7 separate regions of the Mus musculus genome follow, and regions 1, 2, 3, 4, 6 and 7 are each linked to region 5. The links are chromatin contacts, called in public Hi-C and HiChIP or PLAC-seq maps. All regions are on one chromosome and are shown on one strand. The core of a region is the stretch at or near the end of the contact, and the rest is flanking DNA. Distances in the headings are between cores, read along the strand shown.

Region 1 (3,404 bases), core at 788-3,287, 430 kb after region 5:
AAACTTCAAAATTGGCCAGGGGGTTTGTCCTTCTTTGGAAGTCCAACAGATACGTTCTAAAGCAGGTAGTAAATGGACCAGAGCTCTGGGACACACTTCTCACGGGCTCCGTAGAGCATTCTGTAAGGAGTTGTGGATGGAAGAGTTTTCATGGCTGGCCCAAGTGCAGTTGTTTTGGCAAGCTGGCAAACACGGAAACTTACAAATACCTGGTTTTTATACAACTCTGGTTTCAAAACTTCAGTTTCTCTGGAGGTGTTACTTTCTGACTTACTATAGAGTCTCACCTTTCCCTCCAAAAAGGAAGTGGAAGGACTATGTATGGGGGTTTTGCCTCTAGGTAGAATTCTGCTGAGTTGCCCCTCTGGGGACTGGCAGTGTTCACCAGTGTCTAAAGTGTCATGTGTGACTCATCCTGCTTGGCTTTCCACACACAGCCTTTCTTCAATGTAGCAGTCACTTAGCAATGCCAAGCCAGGGATTGCTAGAATCAACTTCAGTGCAACTAGGAAGCAAGCTTCCCCAGGGTGTGTAATTTATTCTATTTTTAAGTCTTGAAACATTAACCCTGCCCCAAGAGCATCTGCCAACAGTAGGTACTACCTGGCAGAGGGATTTGTGCCAATTTGATCTCACATTGGATTTTGTGCATCTTTAGCCACTTCTACGACGGTAAGAGTACAGAGCTTTTCTCTATAGTGTTGTACAGGAATCGTAGTGTTTGTGTGTTGGGGCTTTGCTGTTAATGGCACCTTGTATGAAGCATATGCACATTAACCATGAAGTTTAGTGAAGTCATTTGGTAGCTCAGTGTCACATGTGACACATTACTGACTTCAGGCCCTCACTGGCCATTCCTTCCACAGATCCTCAAGACCTCAGTGTGGATTAGGGGTGGGTTGTCATTACCAAATATAGTTGAAAAGCAACCCGTGTTTTACCTAAAGTCTTTCTAGTCATTTCTGTTGTTCTGAACAACAGTTCTTTATTCCACAAAGCATTTGTATTGACTGATCTAGAGAGAACCGAGCAAGGTCAGCTCCGCGGACCCCCCCTCCCCCGCCCGCGCCCGCTCGCTTGCTCACTCTGGGTTAGCAGTAGCTTGATCGGAGGTTTCTTTGCAGACTTCCCTTTAAGCACCTGCTTGCTTTGTGGGGTTTGTTTCACTCAGCTAAAGACAAGCACAGTGTGAATCTGAGGATCAGCCCGCTGATGCATCTGATGAAATGAGTGTACAGATCATGGCAAAGGCTTAGCATGTACACTTGACACATACACATGGGGAAAAACAAAGGCCAGCCATCTGGCAGCTTATTGATATTAGTTCATATTCCAGACTGAGTGAGGTTCTGGTGGCCAGTTGGTGAGTTCTGGGTGCATGGAGGGTAATGCCTATTGGCTGGTGGGTAGGTGGGTGGGTTACAAGCAAGGTAGCTCTTAATATTGCCTATGGTGGAATTTTTTCTCTAGGGCTTTTTCCCCCAAGGGGTGGGGGAGTGTCCTGGTGTCCCTAACAGAGTGGCCTGGACTGCAGGGAAGAGGGTGGAGGTTCAGGCCCAGGAGTTGGAGTACAGGTTCTGTTAACTCCTTGGCCCAGCTGGTATCCTGCTCTCAAACCCAGAGCCTCTTGGGACCTGGTCTCAAGGAATCAGCCCTTGTCTCTGCATGTGGAAGTCCAGCCGTGGAGACAAGGCAGGTGCCCAAGTCCCTGGCCCTTGTCTCTTCTGTCAGTAACAGTCTGCTTCCTTTCTGCCTGTTAAAGATTCTCTGTGGTTTCTCCTCTTCTGTCTGTGGTATGTTTGTCTTTGCCATGGGGTTGGAGTTTTTGTTGTTTTTGTTTTGCGTTGTTGTTGTTGTTTTCTGTTGGTTTGTTTTGGTTTTCATCCCCCACTTCCTCTTTTGTCATTCCAGTAGGGTTTCTGGAAGGGAAAAGAAATAAAAATGTAGTCAATTCATCAACTCCAAGCAGGAGTCTGGGAAAACACCATTCCTGGCATAGTGGTCGCTTTCCTCATTTTGTTCTGTGGGGCAGATCTTGGGTAGTGAAGCTGGCTGCGCTTCTGCTGTGTGCTTGGAAAGGAAAACAGGAGTCTAGCCTAAGAGACCAGGAATCCAGCTTTTCCTCTCTGGAATCTTAATGCTAGGCCGGCAGTGAAATCTCTTTTTTAAAAAAATCTCTCTGGGCGATAAATAAATAAATAAAACAAAACCAGACTCCAAACCGAATCCTTTCCCTTCATCTGCGGGTTTTACTAATGACGTCTGTGTGATTGGCAGGCTAAGATGCATGGCTCTCTTGCATTGCTTACTTTCTAAGCATATGTGTTTGACTCTGGAGGATGCCAGTGGGAACATGGTGTGACGAGCCAACTTACCTTCTGCATGGCCACTTGCACCTCATTCCCAAAGGACTGTGAGAGTTAGGATCCCTGCCAGAATGACTGTCAGCACCCCATTGTCCTGATAGAATCCTGACCTCACAGGGTACATGGAATGAGAGCATCCTCCTTACAAGATGGATTCACAGGAAGTCGTAAATTATTTGAGTATATTAGAGTGAGACCGAGAAGAAAGATGTGCTCCTTTGAAGCTTTCCAGATTCGTTTCTTTTTTCTTCTTCTTCTTCTTTTTTTTTGGTTTTTCGAGACAGGGTTTCTCTGTGTAGCCTTGGCTGTCCTGGAACTCACTCTGTAGACCAGGCTGGCCTCGAACTCAGAAATCCGTCTGCCTCTGCCTCCCGAGTGCTGGGATTAAAGGCGTGCACCACCACGCCTGGCTTAACCTGCCTATTCTAAAAGAGGCCAGAAATCCAGCTTTTTGTGTAAATTTTCTGAAGTCTGATAGACAAGTAATTAATTCAAGCACTTCCTAAATTACCCAGCTGAAAAAGTACATCATTTGACATCTCTTCTCAAGCTCATTTTAAAGGCAAAGGGTGAGATCAGGGGCCTCTGGGCCCTGAATGAAGAAGTAAAACCAGCCTCAGTCATGGGTCTCTAGACTCCAAGGCTGGGGTCCTTCTCAGTAGACCACGTTGTAACATTTGTTTTCATTGGCAACGTCTTTCTTAGATTTTTTTTTTAAACTCCATATGCTTCTGGAATAACTTACAGATTTCTGGCCTTAATTCTCAATTTAATGTTGGATTCTGTGTTTTATGGGTGGTAAATTTTAACATGAATCTATTCTTTGAGTTGGTAGTGAGCCAGCCACTGAGGCGTGTCCATCAGAAATCTCTGTGGTACTGGACTGGGGAGATGATGGCTCAGTTGGAAAAGTGTTTGCCTCACAGACAGGAAGACCTGACTCCAATTCCCAGGACCTACATTTAAAAAAATGTATATATTTATAATTGCTGTGTTAAAGGAGGCAGGCACAGGAAGAGCCCTGGCGTTTACACCCAG
Region 2 (3,322 bases), core at 723-3,222, 260 kb after region 5:
GGGGGGGGAGAGAGAGGGGGAGGGGGAGAGAGAGGGGGAGGGGGGACTTAAAAACCCTGGACCCAGTACTTCATAAGGTGTTCCATCTTATTTATGAGACAGAGTCTCTTGTGGAACCTGGAGCTGAGGGATCATCAGATAGACTGGCCACCCCCAACCCCCATCCAACCCTGTCTGCTTCCCAGTGCTAGGATTAAAGATTTGTGCCCCTTGCTGGCTTTTACTGAGGACCACTTCGGGTCCCCATACTTCCACAAGATGAGCTATCTTCTCAGCTCTTGGTGCTTAGCAATTTTATCTTTACCAAAAATAAACAAACAAACAAATAAATAAACGTTTGCCTTAACTGAATTCAGACCTCAACTAATGACAGGTAAGCTAGGTACCCAGAAGGGGGAAAAACAAGAATGTCAAAGGAAGAGAAAAAAAGATTGAAAGAGCTATGTGGGGTGATTTTTTTTTTAGCGTCAACTTTTAGTTATTTTAAAATTTAGCTGAAGTTAATTTGCAAATTAACAGATAGTCTGCTACGTGGCACAAGCTTTCCTGTGGTGCTGCCCTCAAGCCTGCAGCATCACCGAGTATCCCAGGTTTGATGCCCACCCTACAGCTTGTGTGGGGTCTCAGAGGTGACAGCTGTGTTGAACTGTGCTTTTGGAAGCATGGTTTTGTCCAGTCATGACGTTTTAAGACATTGCAAGGAGAGCTGGTGTTTATCTCTCTTCAGGAGGAAGACTGGGCTATCAGCTGTAGTTCAGACTCCAAAATGTCCTGATGCCCATACAAAATTTAAAGAACAGGATCGGGGAAGATGACTCGGTGAGTAAGAAGACTTACTTTGCAAGCACGAGGCCCTGAGCTCAAATCTCTAACATGTTGATAAGAAGCTGGGCATAGAGGTGTGTGTCTTTAACCACAGCATTGGAGGACAGATACAGGCAAATCCTGGAAGCTCACTGGCCAGCCAGGCTAGCTGAAACAGCCAGCTTCCAGCTCAGTGATAAACACTGTCTCCATCCAATAAGGCAGTGTACACTAGACAAAGACACCCAATATTCTACTCTATCCTGCACACTTATGCATATGAGCACACACATCCCACATGCACATATACACGCAATACACACCATACACAATAAACAAATAAATAAAAATAAAAATTGAAAAACAATTTGGGAACCATATTACATTTTCTCTTAAAAAAAATAAAAGTTATATTCTTGGGCCAGTAAGGTGTCTTAGTGGGTTAAGGAGCTTGCTGCCAAGTCTGATGACCTGAGTTCAATCCCCAGGACCCACATAATGGAAGGAGAGAATCAATTCCTGCAAGTCGTCCTCCACACTTCCACTATCTGGCACATGTGTGAAAATGCAAAGTACATAAATAAATTCAATTCAATTTTGTAATGAAAAACTTGTTTTAAAAAACTTTAAAAGAAACATTGACTTCTTTGCTTTCTCAAAATGTTAGTTCATCAGCTTTAGGCAATTTATCACCTAGCTCTTTTCCAAGAACTTACTCCATACTCTCTCACCTCCTGCCTTTCCATTGGAGAAAACAGTAAATGGCAAGTCTAGGTGTCTGAAGCCAGGCATGAGGGTTCATGGAAGGCAGAGGCAGGAGAACTGACACAAGTTTGAGGTCACCCTGGTCTTACATAAAAATCCCAGACCTGCCTGGACAATAGAGGGAAACCTCGTATTAAAAAAGAAATGTAGGGCTAAGGCCAAGGCTTTCCTTAGCCATGTTACCTATTGCTCTCCACTTTCTACTAAGGAGAGGAAATAATTTGGCTCTCTCTTCTCATTGTGTTAATTCTGAATGAGAACTTATTTTTATCATAAATTACTCACATGAAGAAAAAGACGGTTTAAGTAAATAATGAAGAAAATTTCAAATAAGCTATCTGGCTTCCTAAGGATGTTCAGCGTTTTATAAAAGCAACATTGACTCAGACTGGCATGACCACTGCAGGAAATAGTTTGGTGGTTCCCAAAAAGCAGATTTTCACTGAGTGCATGCCCCAGACACTTCTGGAATCTCTCCAAAAAAAAAAAAAAAAAAAAAAATGAAGACATGTGTATCTGAGGATTCGCTTACAGATGGTCCCAGCAGAATTACCCATGCAAGCCCAGGAAAACAGAGACAAGTGGCAAGTCTGTCACCTTTAAATGATATACAAATGGCTGTGTGTGTCCACACAGCCAGAAACTCTCCTGTGATAGAATGAAGGAGTTCTCATGCATCCAATGACATGAACGGACCACAAGAGCACTGTGCTGAATATGTACGACCTCCTGATGTAGCATTTCATTTATAAGAAGCATCTGGGGTGAAGAAAACAGACTGATCAGTTTCTGTCTGGGAGTGGAGATGAGTTGAGCCCATCTGTGAATGGGAGAAGCTGTGGGATCGTAGTAAGGACCTAACCTGGAACGGCAGTACTTACTGTCTCATTGCCCTATCAGAATACCAGTCATTGGGTAATTTATAAACCAGTAAAGTTAGTTAGAGTTGTTCGAGACTCAGCCCAAGCTTGGGCAACCACCTGCTGAAGCCTTCATCCTATGCTGTAACCTGGTGGAGGTACAGAAGGAGAAGCTGTGAACCAAGAGAAAAAACACTAGGGTCAGCTCAGTCCGGAGCACTTTGTTCTCACACTAGTGAATGCCATACAATGAGAGATGGGATAAGCTGGAATACCCACCTAACTACCTCTTAAAGGACCTTTCTACCACCCAATATCCCACAGTGGCAATCGGTTTTCAACATGAGCTTCTGAGGGGCCACATCACATTCAAACCACAACACTACTTAGAGAGCTGTCAAAGCAAACATCCCAACAACATTCCAAATGTACTGTCACAGAGAAGAGAAGCCAAAGGGTGAATCCTGGAGGCCTAGGAGCTCCGTCTTTGACACTGCCCTCCAAGGCAGAGACCAGACAACGAGAACATTCCAAACAGTTCCTGAATTCTTTTCAAAGATTTGCTTTGTGTAGTGATTTTTAAAAAAAAATGAAAAAGTGATTCTGAAATGATTATAGATACATTATACAACTGAGCAACAAATTGCTTGTTATTGTGGAGGTTCAGGGGTCTGACTGAAAACATATATACATATATGAATATGCAAGAGAAGGCAAGAAGAAGGAAAAACCTGTATGTGGGGTGAGTAGAAGAAAAATATTGGGGCATGTGTACAACTCAGTGCGAGAAAATCCTACCTGCCTGCACTGGTCCCAGGTTCCATTCCTCACCCTGCGGAAACTAAAAGGAGACAGAACAAAAAGAAAAGAGGATGGGAAGAGGCCTCATTGCT
Region 3 (3,756 bases), core at 244-2,743, 390 kb after region 5:
AGAAAGGTATGTGAAAGACATAGTTTCTAATTAAGAAACAAAGGCCAGTATTAACTTGTCTAAGGGGAGTCCAGTTTCATAACTGATTATTTTGGGTGTGAAGAAAGTCCGTCCTGTGGATTCTTGCTGTCAGGAGTGTTCCATTTGTTAGATGTTGATGCTTTTATGACCACTGATTTTGTAAGTAAACCTCAGTCTGTTGGAAAAAGCAGTCAGGCGCTACAAACACGCTATTCCCTCCGTTCCTGTTCTTAGTTTTGGATGAACAGAACACATTGGGGCCAAGGGGTCAATAGTGAAATCTTAAGGTGTGTGCTGCCCTGGTTATGATCTGATAGCCATAGAGTCATTGTGCACTATTTCAGCAATGCTGTATTGTGTTTATACACACATCACAACCTTCTGTTGACTTTGCCCCAGGCGCTGTTAATTTGCAGCTGGTTAACAGAATGCCACAGAAATGACTTATTTTTCCTTTCCTTGCTTGTGGTCATGAGCAGTCTCTTTTCAGCATCTCAGGAAACAGGACCCACCTTTACCCAGTGAATTAACGTGTTTGACCTGATGGTTGAAGGTTTCATTCTGACTCCAGTGAGGGATTTTTATGCCAGGATTACATCTTTATTTTCTTTTCTTAAGTTATAGTGTGTTGGAAACATGGACTTTACCTAAAATTAGTTTAGTGGAGACATTATTATCTTTGTGCAGTTATGGGCTGTGGGTTTAAAATATGCTCTACTATAAATGAACAGCGAGTGGGTTCACCTGAACTCATAGAAGGGAAGAGGGAGAGGTAGTGAGGAGAAAGAGAGAAAACAGGACTGACTGAATGAATGCGTGCATGCATGAATGAACACCAACTGGGGATAGAACCCAGGTTCTAGTCCATGCTACATCAGCACTGCACTCCTGGCCACACCCCTAACCCCTCACCCCTGTCTGTCCTCCTCATGTATACCCCATAAAAAGACATCAGCGAAGGACTGAGTTTCTTGGAGAGAAGCAGCTACTGCCTGTTCTGTCATTCCCACCAGAGGAGCACTAATATCTCCAAAAAGCCCCGGGAAGATGTGTGTGGAGGGGGCTCATCAGCTCTGTCTATGTGAAGCTTTGTTTCCAGTGGGGCCTGTTTTAAAAGAGTGGATGTCCCAGAAAATGTGCTAAGAAGTTGAGAACATCACAGGCTGTGTGGCTGCATATAGCATTTGAAGACAAGCCAGCTGCCAACTGTTGCAAAATGGCTGTGTTCCTCCGTGTCTAGAATTTCCTTCTGAGATGCTTTTAGAAGCTTCTTTCTTCTCGTCTGTCTTTCCGTATTTGATGGTGGCTTTGGAGTTAGTTGATAAGTTTCCAAGGCAGGCTTCATAAATCAATACCATCCTGCTGCAGAGAAGCCCCCCGCCCCCCTTTTCCTGTGAGTTGGAGAAGGAAGCTTTGAGAGACTGCGGTTTTACTTAGGACTTTTATCTCAGGTCCCTGTCCCCATGGTTAGATGAAAAACATGAAAACTGCGGTTGGTAGTCAGGAAGTTTAATGTTAACGTCATTATAGCTACACAGTCTTGGATGCTTATTTTGAAATTCATACTAACAGTGGATAAAGCCCCACTTCTGCACTTCCACATGTAAACTAGCAGTTGTAGAACTTGAGATTGGGAACCAAGGCAATGAGAACAGAAACAGAACTGGGGTTGGAATTTGGAGAGAATAATTAAGATGTGTTCACTGGCAAATTGTTTTCCTTAATATACTTTATTAAGATTCTTTCTGGGAAGAAAAACTGTCAAAAATTTTAAATATGAAAAATGTAGTTTTAATTTCACAGTAATAATTGATAACCTGTTCCATAGATATAAAAGATATGGTCACTGGTTAGTAGGAAAATTTGTGTATATAAGTGTGTGTGTGTGTGTGTCTATGTGTGCGTGTGTGTTTCTGTGTATGTATATGTGTGTGTCTGTGTGTTTCTGTGTGTGTGCATTTGTGTGTGTATGTCTATGTGTCTGTGTGTATGTATGTGTATCTCTGTGTGTATGTGTGTCTCTGTGTGTGTGTGTGTGTGTGTGTATCTCTGTGTGTATGTGTGTTTCTGTGTGTGTCTGTGTGTATTTGTGTGTGTATGTCTATGTGTCTGTGTGTATGTATGTGTATCTCTGTGTGTATGTGTGTCTCTGTGTGTGTGTGTGTCTGTGTGTATGTATGTGTGTGTATGTGTGTCTCTGTGTGTGTGTGTGTATTTGTGTGTGTATGTCTGTGTGTCTGTGTGTATGTATGAGTGTATGTATGTTTCTCTGTGTGTACGTGTTTGTGTATGTATGTCTCTGTGATTGTTTGTAGTGTTAGTACATTGAAAGCAAAATAAATGATCTGTTAGTACTGAAGTAGCCGGTTAGGCTGCAGTGCATTCATACGATGGGAACATTTGTGTTAGGCTAGACCAACAATATAGGAGGGAGTCTATAAAATTCTATTAAGGAAAGGGAAGATCCAGAGAAAAATATGCCATACGATGTTTTAATATATCTCCAAGTCATATTTTAAAAACACAGACCATTTCCCTATGTTATTTAAGGATTAAGTCTAATTGTTTTGTTGTTGTTTATCTGCATCTTTGTGTGTGGATGTACGCACATGAGTGCAGAGGCCTCAGAGGCCAGACAAGGGCATCAGAGACCCTGAAGCTGGAGTTGCAGACAATTGTGAGCTGCTGGAAATGGTTTATGGGAGCAGAGCTCAGGAACTTTGGACGAACAATATGTGTTCTTAGTTGCTGAGCCATCTCTCCTCCCCCACCCCTGTTGTTTCCTCATTGCTACATTGGTTGTGAAGTAAAGTGATAAAGTCAGATAAAGAGACAGTTATTTAGTCATATAGTTTTATGTGTATTTGTGTTTTGGTGTAATAGATATATAAATGAATATATGCATATAAGAATTATCAGAATATTAATGGAGACTGTCTTCAATATTGGTAATATAGAAAGATGTTTATATTTTTCCTCATTTCCTTCTCTTTGAATTTTCGAAGAACCCATAGTTATATAATGCTAAAGAAAATAAAGCTTTGTGGATCAAGGGATGAAAGATCCATTATGGATGATTGTCGGTTCTTTGCTGTATATAAAACAAACAAAAACCAGTTCTGTGTCTACAGTGTTAGGAGACTCAGAAAATATCCATGGGCCTCCAATAGTAAGGTGGTATTCAATTCATAAAGTTAAATATTCCTTTTGTGGTGAATCTCTCAAACATCACCAGTTCGTGTCAAAAATCAAGGTAGCTTAGTGATACCAAACCTTTGTTTATAAAGCACACAGATAACAGCCTAACAATAGAAGGGAGACTGGAGATCGACCCACACAAAAATGGCAGTCAGAAAGAAAGAATGCAAACACATGGCACAAAAGCATGTTACTGTGTGTTATTAACACAAAGAAGTACCTGTGTAGAAAATGGGCGAGAAAAACCAGCGATGAAGACTGTAAATGGCCAATAAGCACAGTGATGCCAACATGAATGGAACAGTAGTTACCCATAATTGATGATAACTGAGCAGAAGCTGGGATGTATCCTACACACATGCATACATGCTCAGTCCCAGGAATTCCTTTCCTGGGGGCATATCATGACATGGTGAATAAGAAACTTGTTTACAGTGCAACCTGTTTGTAATGTAATGAAGGGAAAGTAAAATGTCTAAATATAAGATGACATCATGTTTCTTTGGTTGTTTTTGTTTTTGTTTTTGTTTTTGGTTT
Region 4 (3,514 bases), core at 366-2,865, 310 kb before region 5:
CTGTATCTGGGTTTGCTTGCACCAATTGTCATACTCTGGGTTAGGATAGGAGTGGTCAAAAACAGCATCATAGTGTCCATTGCTGAGCCAACTGAGCCAAATACTGGGCCGTAGAGAATCCTCTGGGCCCAGATAGTGGATCATGGTAGACACGGTGGGGCTCTCCAGCCTCCCTCCAGTAGTTAAGTGTATATTCACATTCAGCATCTGCCCCATGGCCAGCAATTCGGGATATCCGGCCCACGCCCCATCTTGGGCAGCAGCGATAATAAACTCCCCCACGTCGCCCTCAATGAGTGGGCTGAAGTGGTCCAGGTGGTCCGCGATGTAGTGCACGGTCTGCTCCCTCAGCTCCCGGTGCAGGCTCTGGTCCCCGTACACAGTCTTGCTGACAGCTCGGTAGAGGCAGTTGCCGTCGGGGATGATGTGGAATCGGTACTTGTTTCTCTGCCTCAGGTACTTGTCCTGCCTCTCCACCTCGGCCAGGTACAGGGCTAGCTTCTCGTCCCTGGGATCCGCCCGGGACGTGCCTACGGCTTCGCCTTCGCCGTTCTGGGCCGGCTCGCCGCTGCTCCGAGCGGGTGCCGGAACCGGGTGAGCCTCGGCTTCGGGATCTTGCCGTCGGAGCGCGTCAGACCCGGAGGCGTCGCTGCGACCGCTCGCCCGGTCCCAACCCCGGGAACTGCGCTCCGCCCGGCGCTCTTCACCCCACGGGCCGGAGCCCGGGCCGGCGCCGGGCTCCGGGCCGACGGGGGCCGGTGCAGGGGCCCGGTGCTGGGAGGCTGCCAGGGCCTGGCGGTGCTCGCTCAGTCGGAAGTTCCTGTCCGGAGCGTCGCGGACGGCGTTCGGGGCCGCGGGCTCGTCGGGCCGGAGCAGCTCTTCCAGCAGCCAGGCAGAGGAACCGCGACGCGGCGGCGAGGGGGCTGAGGGTGGCGGCAGCAGGAGGCGCTCGGCGCCCAGGGCCCGCACGGCGATGTGCGCCGTGGACGTGAAGTGCGGCGGCAGCGGCGGCTTGCTGCACGCGCCCGGCGGGGCGGCGGCGGACCCGGACCGCTCGAAGCAGGCAGAGAAGGCGGGCATGGCAGCGGCGGCGGCGGCTTCGCGTGGTTCGGTGGCCGCGGCGGGTGGGCGCTCTCCGGTATCCGGCTCCGGGGCCGCGGCGGCGGGGCTGGCTGACTGCAAGGAGACCTTGAAGGCGGCGGCGGCGGTGGCAGGCGGGGCGGCGGCCGTGGGCCCCGGCGTGCCCGCAGGGTAATGGGTGCACACGCTGCTGTAGAGCTGCATGGCCGCGGCCGCCCGCGGCCCCTTATAGCTGCGAGCCCGGCTTGGAGACACACCCTCGGGCGCAGTGCCCCGGAGCCCGAGAATAGCGCTGAGCTCAGCGCCGCGGGCCGCCGCGTCAGGAGCCGCGAATAGCGCCCGGGCCGCGACCCAATTCGTGCTGCGCCACAGCGCGCGGGCGGTCCGAGGGCACCGGAGGGCGCGCGCTCGGCCGGGGACTCGGGCGTAGGACGCTGGCGCAGCTGTGCCCCGCGCCGGCCGCTGGGGACGGTTGGAGGAGCTGCCCGCTCAGACGAGCGCCGCCCGCCCGCAAGCAGGAGTGCAGCGCGCGGATGGTAGGAGGCGGGGCCGCGCTTGTTTACCTCAGGCCGCGCGGCCGCGTCACGTGGTCCCACAGGAATGCGCGCCCCATTCAAGCGGGGCGGCCCCGCCCTCCAGCGGAGACCTCATGGGCGTGGCCGGGGAGGGCGAGGCGGGGGCTGGACTACGGACATGCGCATTGAGTGCGCTCCCAACCTGACTACGGTTGCTGGCTGCCTGGTACCTGGGAAGCAGATCTGTGGGCTATGCGGCTGTCCTGCTGTGTGACGCTGTGGCGGGACCAGCGTTGCTGGGGCAAACAAATAGGTTGGAATAACGTTTTTCTAAAACACTTCCGGACTAGGGACTGAGCTCTACCTTCAGGGCCAATGGCATTCAACTTCTTGAGTCGTTTCCTCCAGTTAACGTGTTTGGGTCTGGTCTACACGGTCTTGCTGCCCCGCTAAGCAAAAATAGACGTTCCTGCACTGCTAACTTAAGTCACCTAGGAAATGCAAGGGCGAAAGGAAGGCTTTTCAACAGCCTTCCTTGGAATACCAAATAACATGCCGCCTTAAAGCCTTTTGAAAGTAGATCGCGACTGTTAAACTTTGAGGCAAGAGGCACACAACCTGTTTTCTGGAACAGCACAGCAAAATGAAATAACAGACTGAACTGTGCTTCCTCTGCAACGGAAAGCCAGAGTGTTATCAAATTGGTACCTACTTGCAGTAACAGTAGCTTTTGCCTTATTCTGAGTTTCAATCCAATTTTAAATTTAGTTTCCAGATATACAGATTGAATTGGAGACTACTTCTTGGTATGGAAAAACAGCCTGCAGGTTGTACTACCTGCGCGCCACCATTCTGCTTGGAACATAATTTATGCTTGTTACTAGGGTCTCTCGTTGGGGGTTCTTAGTCTCCTTAATCAAATAAATTTAAAATGTTCAAAAGGAAGCTCGGGGGGGGGGCAATTTTACTAGAGTTTGAGAGGGTAGGCAATCTGCTAATCTTGGCAGGTGGCCAGAGAAGGGAAGGGGGGGAAAAAAAAGAAAAAAAGAAAAAAAGAAAAAAAAGCCATGCCCTTTTAAGTTAGGACTGGAAAAGGCAGGCCAGCAGGTTCAGCAATGGAGTTTGGCCAGCGGTTGCTCAGGGAAGGGTTGGTGTAACCCGCCTATCAAGACTGGAATGGGTGTATACTAAACAGATATACTAACCCTGTTATTTACCCCATTGGGAAAAAAAAAAATGGACACCTCTCCCCCCACCCCCACCCCGCCTCCGTACACTGATAGGCACATATGCCTGCACACACATTAGAATTCCTCCTAGGGATCTATCTCCTGCTGGGAGGGAAAAAAAAAAAAAAACCGGCTGAATCCCTGGGGACATCCAGAGAAGAAACTTATCTTCTGGAAATGACCTTTCAGGAGAGATTTGGAGCTGAGAAAGGAATGGATTGGGGACCACATTTGCCAGTGTTTAGTTAGGCAGAGCTTTTGTTTTGTATTTGAACCTCATCCTCAGGAAACCCAACTCCAAGGCAGAATTTGTGGATTAGTAAGATCTCTGTGTCCCACTTTCCGATGTGGCCACATTGAATAAATCTCCTTTTCTTTTTCTTGTGGCTTTCTTTTCCTTCATTAATTTGGCACTTTTAGCTGCCTTACTGAAGAAGGATGGCCGAACTTGAGTTGGAACACAGTTTGTAACCCATAATTCTAGTAATAGTAGCTTTAGAGAAAAGTAAAACGGCACAGAATGTCCATAAAAGCATGCCTGGTATCTTCAAGCAAACAATGCAAAAGAGGAAATGACCCTTTTCTGAATGAGAGCTCAGAAGAGAAGGCAGGCCAGACCACAGGGCTGTTTTCCAGAGAAGGCCAGTGGCCACAAGGTGGGCAAGGTCTTCTGGGAAGGGAATGTATATT
Region 5 (3,396 bases), core at 858-3,357:
ATGCTCATGTCCGTGTTTCCCAGTGATCCCTATAAAACTGTGACAGGAGTCTTGAAGCCAGATGTGCAATTACAAACTAAATGTTGGTGTCACACCCTTGATTGGTCTTTCAGGGCTCTTGCCTCAATGACAACCTTTTCTTTACCCAGCCTGCTAGGCTTCTCTCTGGCCTCGTACTCTCTTCTGTTAGTAAGTCACACAATTTCCAAGAAAACTTTTGATCCCCGGATGCTGCAGCCCCTGATCACTTGATCTGGCCCTACCCCATGCCTGGAGCAGTCTCCACTGACTTCTCCACATTGGCTCCATTTCTTTCTGGACAGACATGGAAAAGTGCCCTTTCTGGGGACATGCCAAAGTTCCCTTTAGTCCTTCTGCTGTCACTGGGAAACCTAAGGTCCTCAGATTTGAGCAATTTAAGAATCAGTATGGATCAAAGAAGACCAAGGCATACCTACTGCCTACATGAACCTGCCAGAACAAAGTAGTCATATCTTTATGACCTGGCATTCTGACCCTCAATCCTGTACTTGTGAAACTACTATTCCTGCCTTACCCTGATGTTGAGCCTGAAACCCAGGTGGGATCTCCCCCCCCCCTCCCCCCGGTCTCTCACAAGCAGGCAGTTATGGATGGAGGTGTTCCACTAGCTCATGCAATGCTCCCATCTGTATAACCTGCCCTTGCAGGACTGCGTAAGCTCTTGATACCAGGACATACTGCTTTCCCCCAGCCAGCACTCGTTTTTGTGATGTCATGATGCTGTTTTCCAGAGTTCTAGGTCATGGCAACCTGACTTTGGAAGTCATGAGTTAAAGCGTGTGTTTGCACTCTGAGCTGACTGTACAGAACAGGTCTCAGCTGGAACAGACAGGCCACTGTGGCACAGGCTTGCATTCTCACTAATCGAAGGGGGTGGCAGGATTGTGAGTTTGAGGCCAGCCTGGGCTGTATAGTGGGATCCTGTTGAAGAAGATCAGAAAAAGAGGGAGAGATGAGTGGGGAGCAGGACGAAGAGGAAGAGGAGGAGAGGGAGGAAAGGAAAGGGAGAGAGAGGGGAGGGAGAAGGGGAGGAGAAAGGGATGGGGAGAGATGTCCAGCAATCATAGGAGCCAAAAACTGCCTATAGTCATTCTGGGACCTTCTGAGCCAGCCTAGCAGTCTGGCCAGGTGCATCTTCCCCCCCCCGCCCCCCCCCCCCGCGAGGGATTACTGTCAGATTTAGAATAGAGAAATCATCTCACAAGTGTTCTAACCTGAGCTCAAGCATGAAGCGGCAGGTGTAAGAGGATGGCAACCCTCACCTACGGCAGGGCCCACTCCGCTTCTGTGCTTTGCCCCTCCATCTTGTTGCATCCTGATTTTGTTGCCTGGTTTTGTGTCCGGAGATCTTCATAGGCCAGGTGAACATCGCAGTGAAACGCGGTGGCTTTGTGCATAAGGGCTTCATTTTTCACAGCCATCCTTCTAATAAAAACTGTTTGAAGAAGGAGAGATTGAAGGTTTCTGAGGTTTAAGCCAGGTTGTCATCTAAATCATCATCTCTTCTGGACAAAGCAGCCATTGTCTGCGGGAGTTGGCATGACGGAGAAACCACAAGAGGGCGCACAAAGCCTCGGAATAAATGCTTCGTCTATCCTGGACGCTAAGGAGGCAGAATTGCCAACCCCAGCGCTGGAGGACTCTAACTCCTCCAGACATACGAATGTTCTAGAAGCCCTTCGAGGATGTTTTCATGGTTAGATAAAGAATAGCACTGCAAGTGCACAGAGGGGAGATGTAGGAGGAGTGTTGAGAAGAAAGGGAGTGATTGGCAGGAGAGAAGGGATAAGACAGGAAGACCAAAGGCAAGGAGAGAGGAGAGCCGGGTGGGTGGGAGGGACGGGTGGAGAGGAGACAGGAAAAGGAATGTCGCTTTTTATAGGGCCGAGAGACACGGAAGTCTGGTGTTTCTGTGGACCAGATGGTGTGGCAGGGGAAGGGACCAGGCTGCGGCTTCTCTGGGGGAGAAAGCTGGATGTCTCCCAGGTCTATGAAGTCTGAAGTATGGCGTGAGCTGTCTGAGTCTCTCAAGGGCTTTCCCAGCCTGTTTGCCAGCCTGCAAACTTACCCTTTCTTTGTTGTCACTTTAAAGTCACAACTTGCCTTGACCATGAACATCCATCCTCCTGGCAAACAAGGCCTCATTTTGACGTCAGCAGGCCATGAGGCAAGAGAAGGTGGGCCTGGTAGTAATGACTCCCAGCTGCTTCACGATCACATTTTATTACTGATTATGTAAAACTTTGAGATAATGGAAAAGGAAGTAAGTGGTTGGTTTTTGTTTTCCATTTAAAAATATGTCAGTCCAACAAGAATGGGTAATATTTTGCAAGCTCTTCCTGTATTTGGGGTAGAGATGTAACCTCTAACATTCAAGTGGCATGGGGAAGGAACTGGAATTATCTCTGTCACAGAGGTGAAGTGACTCACCCAAAGACACTTCGCAAGCAGCAAAGGCTGACTTCTGAGCCCAGATCTTGCAACTGCAGAGCCTGTAGCTTGACTAAAATTCATGTCTGTCCAGTGAGCCCAAATTTAAGAATCTATTTCCAAATACCTCTTTGTCATCCATGAATGGAGTTCTTAAATATCTTGACATTAGGACCCCTGTATAGTGTGTGTGTGTTTTAACCAAGTTTCTCAGAAAAAAACCTACAATCTCCATTGACCTTTTTTACAGAAATGATTAATTAGTTACAACAGACTACTGTGATTGGAGTGTTTTAAGCCCTGAGGCAAATTATCTTGGACTACTTTGGTGCCCTAAATAGTCAATTTTTTTGCCTGTTCTGAAAACATCCTGTAACTATTAGGTAAATCATTTTAGAATGTGCTATCAGGTCTCTGGCTTCCACTGATTCAGAAGCCATGAGGCTCAGCAGATACCATTTGAAACCTATAGCATTTGAAGCCTATAGCAGAAATGTCCCACTTTTCGGTAAGTACCTAATTCATGAAAAATGTCTTGAGTTATGACTTTCTTTTGTTGTGTTACTATAAAAAAACTTCATGAATCTGCTGTCATATTGCAACATGGAATCTAAAGTAACCTAAATCGGTGTTCCCAGGCCATGGTTACTCATATTTGTCTCCAAAATAAACTATCTCTTCTCTTTGAGATGAAGGCTATGTTTTCTACTTGACAGCAAAGTGTGACAGCAAAGTGTGTCCCATAAGTGTGTGTGTATGTATGTGGGTGAGCAGATGGGTGAGCAGGTGAATGGGCTGGTGGTGTGTGTGTGTACAGAGACCTACATCAGTATCTTTGTCCCTCACTCTTCACCTTGTAGTTTGAAACATGGTCTCTCACTGAACCTAGTGCATATAGATTGGCTTGACCAACTGACCAAGAAA
Region 6 (3,650 bases), core at 662-3,161, 370 kb after region 5:
GGGGTTGGCAGACTAGATTGTGCACCTTGCTCAGCTGGCCATGGCTTTCCTCCTGTTCCTGTGCCAGGAATTCCATCCCAGAATATGTTTTTAGAGTTTTGGGTTTTTTCATTTGCATTTTTTGTTTTTATGTTTTTCGTTTGTTTTGTTTTGTGGTTTTTCATTTTCATTCTGGTGATGGAGTTCTATAGATTTTTATGATCTCCCTAAAATTTGTGTGTGTGTAGAATTTAAATCTTTTGGGGAATACACAAATTACATCACAGCAGAAGGGGTCACATTTACAGGTTATTGTGATTAGCTGTGAGCCCAGCCCAGCATTCTTGTAAACACACACAGACATGGTTGGTTGGTTGGTTGGTTGGTTGGTTGGTTGTTGGTTGGTTGGTTCCATGGAGTGGAGGCCTTGCTGTCTTAAGTAATCCCTTGTCTAAAAAGTGTAGAGATATATTCTAAACATGAATGTTGAGAAGTGTGGAGACACTGTCTAAGCATGAGTGTGTCTTTAAAGGCTTTTAGCCTGGGGAGCGGAGACCATAGCCATGTGTGTGCTGGACGAGTGATCGCTCTACCATCAAGCTCCACCTCTAACCTGCAAACAGAGCTCCTTATGGGCCCTTTGAATCTCCTGGGGAATTTGCTTCCCGCCCTCCTGTATCCTGACTTCCTGCATTCCCCAATATATTCAGATCTCTCAAGGGTGTGCTCTGACCAGTTTCCACGCCCCTCTGTGCTAGTTAGTAATCCACTGCCTCCTTCAGCATCCACCCTTGCAGGCCAGCTTGCAAGTGTACGTTTGGAGCAGAACTCAGTTATGAGTTAGGTCCAAGTGCTTTGGTGTAGAAAGGTCTCTGCAGCAATGGTTTTGATAAGCCAGCGAGGTGCTTTCCCCCCACACTCAGCCAACACGGGAAGAGAGCAGTAATCTTAAGTGACATTCTAAAATGGAAAGAAAAGAAAGAGATGAAGGGAAGCTAGTGCGTCCCTTTGTCATGTTCTTCTCCTTTATGGTTAAAAATTCCGAGTGAATATTTGATCAAGTTTATAGCTAGTGGGGGTTATTTTCTTAATGTGTTATGTGTTAGTGAGTATTACAAAGCATATTCTGATGTGTCTTTGAGTGGTGTGTTCACATAGTTTCAATAGAATTTAAATTTCGCTATCACTATGCGAGGTCCTTTCTAAGAAGCGAGAAGATGAACATAAGCATCGCTGTAAAGAATAGTTACCGTAACTGTCCCACAGCAACCAGTTCACTGGCTCACTCTTTCTCCCCGGCAGCTTTTAGGACACTGACATTATATTGTCTTTGTATTTTCTTATCTTCCTGTGCATTTTTCACAATGAAACTTTAACTGTTTTGTTTTTGTTGTTGTTACTATTGTTGCTTTTGAGAAAAATACAAACCTTTAGCCTAATACTTGCTATGTAGACCAAGCTGGTTCACAGAGATCTGCTCGACTCTGCCTTCCAAGCTTGTGTGTTAATATCCCCTGCAGATTTTAATTTGTAATGCATAGTTTTATGTTAAGGACGGTTTCATGTTCTGTCCATTGGCTCTAGCCTTTACTGTTGTAAGTGCTGCTGCTGTCTGGGTAACATTTACTCTTATGTTGACTGACCCCCTAGGACACAGTGTCCTTCATGGGAATTACATGGTGAAAGTGTAGGCATACTATAGGGTCATGACATGTGCTACCCTACCACATTCTAAAAGATGTCTTCGTTTTAGAGTTAACTTCTTCACCCTGTGTCTTGCTTTGAATATTTCAAAGTTGAATACCAGTAAAGGATGCCTTTTGTTTATATATGGCATAACTTTTGCTATAGTTCTCTATTTCTAATGACCTCTGAAAGCCTAGTGTTCCTAGCTGCAGCACTGTGTGGGTGGTGGTAAAGAATTGAGCAAGTGCCTGATAAAAGGAAGTTTGGTCTGTGGTACTTGCCCTAGAAGGAGATTTTGTGGCCCTGGGTCCTCCTCTCTTAGCCTTTCCTCTTTAGTTTCTTCTCTTTCTCCCATGGAGGGAGCAGGTCTTGTACCAGATGCTAGGTAGAAATAATGCATCATGATGGATCGGCTCCACAGGCCCAGAGTAGCCAGGTAACCAGGAGCCAATAATCCTTATTTTGAAGTTGATTAATTCATATATTTTATATGAATGCAAGGGATTCATATATTTTCTCACAGGGATGCAAGGCTGACTCATAGACTCTAAGATCTCTGTTCATAGGAATTTTCTCCAGCTCAACAAAACTGGAACATATATGTGTGCTGTGGAGTGTCAGGGCTGGAGGTGTGCGCTCTGCTTCCGGGAAAGCAACCTGGCCTGAGGCTGACAGTGGAGGGAAGCTGCTCACAGTTCTTTTTGGGTTCTCCTGGAGACTCTGGGGGTCTTAAAGCCTGCTCTCCTCCCCTCCCCTCCCCTCCCTCCCCTCCAGTCTTTCTTTCTTTTTGTTTCCTGGCAGTTAGCTGGAGAGAACAGTGGTGGGCAGGTATCAGCCAGAGGTGGATAATCTTCCAGGCAGATGGTTCCTGAACCCCAGAAGAACGTTAGCAGCATTTACAGTTGGTGTGTGTTGCACTCGGGCCAGAGCATTTGATGGCAGGAGTTTGTAGCCAGCCTGACCACTCAGCCCTGCACTTGACCTTTGTATGATTCAGATGAAAATGTTCAGAAAATTTAACACGACATCCCTTTGGGTCCATAATTAGAGTGTGTGTGTTTGCTTTCAGAGGTTGGATGCTGTCATCTCTCTGTGGTCCTGTCAGCCTTGGCTGTTTGATTCAGTGTGTGCCTGCAGTGTTAGATACATCATCTGATGTTAATGAGGTAGTCATCTGATACCGCAGCTCCTTCCCCAAGCTTGGTGTGGCCAGACAGGGAAGGGGAAACAGTGAGAAAGACAAGTACATGCTTATAGACCAGAGCTCCATGGAGATCCACGCTTCCAGTGTGAGGATGTGTTGCTACAACCTGGTAACTGTCACTGCTACTTACAAGAATCTAAGAAGGGCTTTAAATAGAGCCCTTGCAAAACTTCTTTTCATAAAAGTTGAGCCTCAATTGATTCTCTTTTATTTTTAATTTCATTTAATTAAAATCTTTTCATTTTATATGTATGGGCATTTTGCCTGCATGTGTCTCTGTGTATCGTGAATGTGCCTGGTGCCTGCAGAGGCCAGAACAGGGCATATGACCCTCTGGAATTGGAGTTACAGATAACTGTAACTTGTGGGTTCTGGCAGTCAAACCTGGGTCCTCTGAGAGAGCAGCCAGAGTTCTAACCAGCTGAACTGTTTCTCCAGCCCCCTGATTCTTACTTTTTTATAGTTTAAAATTAAATAAAAACAAAATTAAAAGTCCTCTGTAAAAGATGATAGTATATATTTAGCTTGGACAATTCTAATAAAAAATTATACTTTATTTTGTTGTCACTTAAAAATACAAATGTTGGCATAAAACAGAACCTCCAGGCTTTGGGAAGCAGGGACTTTTCAGTGTGAGTGACTTAGGTACTTTTTCATTTGTTTAAAAGCAGAATCTCTAAAATTATGGGTCTAAATCTCTTGTGCCCTTTCTGTTTTTAAGAGGTAGAGACAAGAGTATACCTTGTTTCCTCCCACAAGACTTCCAAAAATTCTCATATTA
Region 7 (3,461 bases), core at 704-3,203, 500 kb after region 5:
TTCAAGGCCTTAGATTCAGTCCCCTGCTACCAGCTCCCCACAATAAATGGCTGTCTTAATGTTCAGCCGCTTTTGGAAATAGCTGTAGAAACTGAACGGTAACTTGGGGCGATCATGAGCATTCTTTATCCTTCACGATCAATATCCTTTTCCTTCACCACCCCCTAGGCTGGAGCTGAGATCTCGACTGTGAACCCAGAGCAGTATTCCAAGCGCTTTTTGGACTTTATTGGGCACATCTTGTAACCTTCTGCACAGCCCCGGATGGGCATGAACTCGGGAAGGCTGGTGGTGGCTTCAGGGTAGGAAGAAAAGGAAAACCGAACCCCAGGAAGCGCTCACCTTGCAGGAAGCAAGCCTTGTTTACATCTTCAAGCTGACATGACTGAAGTTGGGGGCTACTCGCTTTAACAGCTACCTGATATTTCCCAGCATCGCTATTTCTGACTCTGTACGTGTGCACACACGTGCGTGCACACACTCTCGCGCACATTTTTTTAAATAATTAATTAATTAATTAATTAAAACTGATCAGCTTGAATCAGAGCTTGTAACAGCCAGACCCCTCTGATTCCAGCTGTGGCCCCACGGATAGATGAAGAGATGAGCCCGTGGGGGAAGGGAACGGAAATGCACCTCAATGCAGCACCACAAGAGAAACTGTAGATCAGTTTGTTTTCTGACTTGAAAGATATGAGATTGTTCATCAGGGTGGTGGTGGTGGTGGTGATGATGATGATCATGCTCATAATGATGGTGATTAAAAGAAAGAAAATTTTATATCAAATGTTACACTTCTGGCCCACAGAAAGACTACTCTGAATAGTGGTTACCTAAGCCCACAGCCCTGGTAAAGGGATACAAGCATCTCCCTGTGTACTGGTTCAGGGTTCCCTCCTAAACTGTCAACATCCCCAGATGTCCCAGGCTAAGCCCTTCATCTTCCAAGAGTCTGATGCCAAGAACCTGTCAACAATTTCACCTCCAGGAAAACCACTTGCATTTCTCTTCTCGCCTGGAGCCCATCACTGTTACCATCCTTAAGTTGCACTGCAGAAAGTCACTCTGCAAAACAGATGTAAAACGTCCCTGAAAGGTGCATAGTTTGGGGCAAATGCGGCTACATCTCCCAATGCAGGAAGATGAGCAGGGAGTTCAAACCCTCCAGTGGCCGAAGGCAAACCCAGTTATGGTTTATGTTTAGCCATTGTTTAGGAATGGAATTTTGTTATGAATTATCCCTTTAACTGAAACCCTCAGTTTTACTGTTTACATGGTTAGAGAAACAGGGATATTTTTGAATCTAAAAATTTAATATACAGCATGTGATTTTTGAAGTTTACATGTAAAGCCATTTTGCAGTGTAGGGAACATAATGTTTGTTGTGTTTTGAGATATGTCTTGCAGTTGTGTTTCTGAGTGAGTGTTTTGTTGAGAGTACTTAGTAGACAGTCTATCACATAAAAGCAAAAGGATTTTGTTCCTCAAGATGTGTATTTATCAATCTAGTGGGGTTTTTTTTCTATAAAAAAATTAAACTCAAAATCTGGTTATGTAAGTTCATTGCCCTAAACTGTGCTGATCGTGTGTAACTGAGATTAAAAAACAAAACAAAACAAAAACCTTCCAGCATCAATTATGTATCTTCCAACTTCCCTGCATTCCTAAAAGGCCTCAAGTTACAGAGTCCTAGATTTGCTTAGAGTCCATTACCAACTTACACGCTGTTTGGCAGCTGTGCCTTTAAAAGCCCCTGTCTCAAATGTGAGATGGTTTCTGTAGGCAGTTTTAGAAAGGAAAAAATCCACCCTTCAATAATTACAAGTCAACAAGTCCCCTGCCAGGCTGCCTTCCCAGTCACTTTCCTTTTGGCCTCTCCAGGTCCAGCTGTGCCCAACATGTGTGGGCTGCCTTCTCAGCATCTGGAAGCCAGCATCAGCACCATCTGACTCCTGTGTACTGACCTGCCACAGATGCATTAGCGGATGATGCTAACTCACTGTAACATAGTTGTACACATCTGTACCTGATGCATTTAAAATAACCAGTTGACTCCGTTTCCGGGCACTGTTAACTGTGGTGTCCGATCCGTTTGAGTGTTCTGAAGCTCTGCTCTTAACCTTTGATCCCCAAACTTACAAACCCGAGACCCTAAAGTTAAAAAAATGAAGGTACATATACATGATCTGAGTAACCATTTCCTCTGTGGCCAATCTGTATGCTTTTAGAAGTTTACAAAACTGCTTTGGTTTTTGTCTGTAACCATCTCTGTCATCCCAATAAGCTGTTTGGACAAGAGCGAGAACAGTGCTAACAGTGTGCGCTCGAGTCATGATCCGGGCTTTACGAATAAAGCACTTTGATGACTCTCTTAGTTTGGCTTCTCTGTGCTGGAGACGAACTGTGATGGGACTGGGGTGTCCCCAGTCATTCTGTGGAAAGGTAAAGGAATGTGGCAGCTTTTACCTCTCCAGGGCCTGACCTTCAATCTACAGCGATGGATGAGACACATAAACAACACATGGACTTCTTACCCAGCAATCCCAGGGCTGGGGATAGCTCACCAGGGAAAGCACTTGGCGCACAAGCATTAAGTTCCAAGTTAAGATCTCTACCGCCCACATAAATGCCAGGTGGGCATAGCAGCTAACCAGTAAGTCCAGCACGCCAAAGGTGGGAGAGACGGCATCTGACAAGCTAGACTCGCCATGTTGGCAAGCTGTGGGTTCAGTAAGCCAAATGAGGTAGATGTTGAGGAAGACTCTTGATATCAGACCTCAGGTTTTCTCACACACACACACACACACACACACAGAGAGAGAGAGAGAGAGAGAGAGAGAGAGAGAGAGAGAGTCAAAACTCAAGGTTCTCAGTGCCCCTCCATAGGTAGCACTGAGCTTTTGTGGAAGTAAATTGTTACAGTCTTCATGTATTCATGTTTTTAACCACTTAGCATGTTTGAAACTCATCCGCTGTTTACATGCAACACTTCTTCTTTCTTTGTCCTAGATGTCTGACTAGTGAGGTTTGGGCCTTTGAACTTCTAGTTCCAATTTTCCCAGAAGTTCTGGGGTCGCTATGGTTTCCACTCTTGCCCGTAGTAATTTTGACATGCATTTTTCTAAGAACATAAGTGCTGAGTTCATGCTGGTCAGCCAGGAGCTTAGTTCAGGTTTGTTTGTTTGTTTGTTTGTTTGTTTGTTTGATCTGAAGGTGTGGCCATGCCTGGCTTTTTACATAAGCAATAGAGGTTTAAACTCAGGCCCTCAGCTGGTACAGCAGACGCATCCGTCTCACCCACACGTGCACGTCATTTTCTTAAGGCACCGTTTACTCAGCCCTAGTTACATAATGTGGAGATTGTTTTGTTTGAATCATAAAATATTTTTCCCACAGGGCAGATGCTCTGCTGTGCCTTTGGAGTTCCTATACTCAAGTCATCTGCTCCTGTTATTTGCATC

Evidence for each region. A called contact is a pair of places that touch in the nucleus more often than the background predicts. HiChIP or PLAC-seq counts read pairs in DNA pulled down with a chosen protein or histone mark.
Region 1: a Hi-C map of cerebral cortex shows a contact between it and region 5, with 3 times the contacts expected there. The contact joins the enhancer-like site here to the promoter of 4930447M23Rik in region 5. A contact is called at or near these places in 1 of 15 datasets of contacts at CTCF or cohesin (pro-B cells), 2 of 484 Hi-C or Micro-C datasets (bone marrow-derived macrophages and cerebral cortex) and 1 of 115 datasets of contacts at active chromatin or transcription factors (bone marrow-derived macrophages).
Region 2: an H3K4me3 HiChIP or PLAC-seq map of bone marrow-derived macrophages shows a contact between it and region 5, with 6 times the contacts expected there. The contact joins the enhancer-like site here to the promoter of 4930447M23Rik in region 5. A contact is called at or near these places in 1 of 15 datasets of contacts at CTCF or cohesin (pro-B cells), 4 of 484 Hi-C or Micro-C datasets (the G1E-ER4 cell line, bone marrow-derived macrophages, double positive thymocytes and 1 more) and 1 of 115 datasets of contacts at active chromatin or transcription factors (bone marrow-derived macrophages).
Region 3: a contact with region 5 is called in a Hi-C map of bone marrow-derived macrophages, with 18 read pairs. The contact joins the enhancer-like site here to the promoter of 4930447M23Rik in region 5. A contact is called at or near these places in 2 of 484 Hi-C or Micro-C datasets (bone marrow-derived macrophages and nephron progenitors), 2 of 115 datasets of contacts at active chromatin or transcription factors (bone marrow-derived macrophages and microglia) and 1 of 9 other capture datasets (embryonic stem cells).
Region 4: a contact with region 5 is called in a Hi-C map of uterus. The contact joins the promoter of Otud1 here to the promoter of 4930447M23Rik in region 5. A contact is called at or near these places in 1 of 484 Hi-C or Micro-C datasets (uterus) and 1 of 115 datasets of contacts at active chromatin or transcription factors (bone marrow-derived macrophages).
Region 6: a contact with region 5 is called in a Hi-C map of bone marrow-derived macrophages, with 22 read pairs. The contact joins the enhancer-like site here to the promoter of 4930447M23Rik in region 5. A contact is called at or near these places in 3 of 484 Hi-C or Micro-C datasets (bone marrow-derived macrophages, double positive thymocytes and nephron progenitors) and 2 of 115 datasets of contacts at active chromatin or transcription factors (bone marrow-derived macrophages and microglia).
Region 7: a contact with region 5 is called in an H3K4me3 HiChIP or PLAC-seq map of embryonic limb bud, with 5 times the contacts expected there. The contact joins the enhancer-like site here to the promoter of 4930447M23Rik in region 5. A contact is called at or near these places in 3 of 484 Hi-C or Micro-C datasets (bone marrow-derived macrophages, cortical neurons and nephron progenitors), 3 of 115 datasets of contacts at active chromatin or transcription factors (bone marrow-derived macrophages, embryonic hindbrain and embryonic limb bud) and 1 of 9 other capture datasets (embryonic stem cells).

What each region holds. Positions count from the first base shown.
Region 1 is chr2:18,914,529-18,917,932 of GRCm38.p6, reverse strand. The region is part of intron 1 of Pip4k2a (phosphatidylinositol-5-phosphate 4-kinase, type II, alpha); the gene reads left to right. Among named protein-coding and RNA genes, the nearest start is that of Gm33534, 37 kb to the right of the region's middle. Within about 2 kb of position 2,037, at least 73 of the 459 cell types and tissues checked have an H3K27ac peak or open chromatin away from gene starts, as enhancers often do. A contact at or near this core is called in cerebral cortex and pro-B cells, where this site is marked.
Region 2 is chr2:19,082,906-19,086,227 of GRCm38.p6, reverse strand. No RefSeq gene overlaps it. Among named protein-coding and RNA genes, the nearest start is that of Gm33592, 78 kb to the right of the region's middle. Within about 2 kb of position 1,972, at least 6 of the 459 cell types and tissues checked have an H3K27ac peak or open chromatin away from gene starts, as enhancers often do. A contact at or near this core is called in the G1E-ER4 cell line and bone marrow-derived macrophages, where this site is marked.
Region 3 is chr2:18,950,023-18,953,778 of GRCm38.p6, reverse strand. All of the region lies in intron 1 of Pip4k2a (phosphatidylinositol-5-phosphate 4-kinase, type II, alpha), which reads left to right. Among named protein-coding and RNA genes, the nearest start is that of Pip4k2a, 46 kb to the left of the region's middle. Within about 2 kb of position 1,493, at least 85 of the 459 cell types and tissues checked have an H3K27ac peak or open chromatin away from gene starts, as enhancers often do. A contact at or near this core is called in bone marrow-derived macrophages, where this site is marked.
Region 4 is chr2:19,655,832-19,659,345 of GRCm38.p6, reverse strand. It overlaps Otud1 (OTU domain containing 1), which reads right to left and starts at 1,615. Exons shown (of 1, transcript NM_027715.2): 1 at 1-1,615. The coding sequence starts at 1,284. Gm3230 (predicted gene 3230) reads left to right here and starts at 1,449. Exons shown (of 1, transcript NR_033642.1): 1 at 1,449-3,514.
Region 5 is chr2:19,343,028-19,346,423 of GRCm38.p6, reverse strand. 4930447M23Rik (RIKEN cDNA 4930447M23 gene) reads right to left here and starts at 2,107. Exons shown (of 4, transcript NR_126563.1): 1 at 1,305-2,107.
Region 6 is chr2:18,974,637-18,978,286 of GRCm38.p6, reverse strand. All of the region lies in intron 1 of Pip4k2a (phosphatidylinositol-5-phosphate 4-kinase, type II, alpha), which reads left to right. Among named protein-coding and RNA genes, the nearest start is that of Pip4k2a, 22 kb to the left of the region's middle. Within about 2 kb of position 1,911, at least 45 of the 459 cell types and tissues checked have an H3K27ac peak or open chromatin away from gene starts, as enhancers often do. A contact at or near this core is called in bone marrow-derived macrophages, where this site is marked.
Region 7 is chr2:18,841,168-18,844,628 of GRCm38.p6, reverse strand. Pip4k2a (phosphatidylinositol-5-phosphate 4-kinase, type II, alpha) reads left to right here. Exons shown (of 10, transcript NM_008845.4): 10 at 169-2,373. The coding sequence ends at 246. Among named protein-coding and RNA genes, the nearest start is that of Gm33534, 36 kb to the left of the region's middle. Within about 2 kb of position 1,953, at least 5 of the 459 cell types and tissues checked have an H3K27ac peak or open chromatin away from gene starts, as enhancers often do. A contact at or near this core is called in embryonic limb bud, where this site is marked.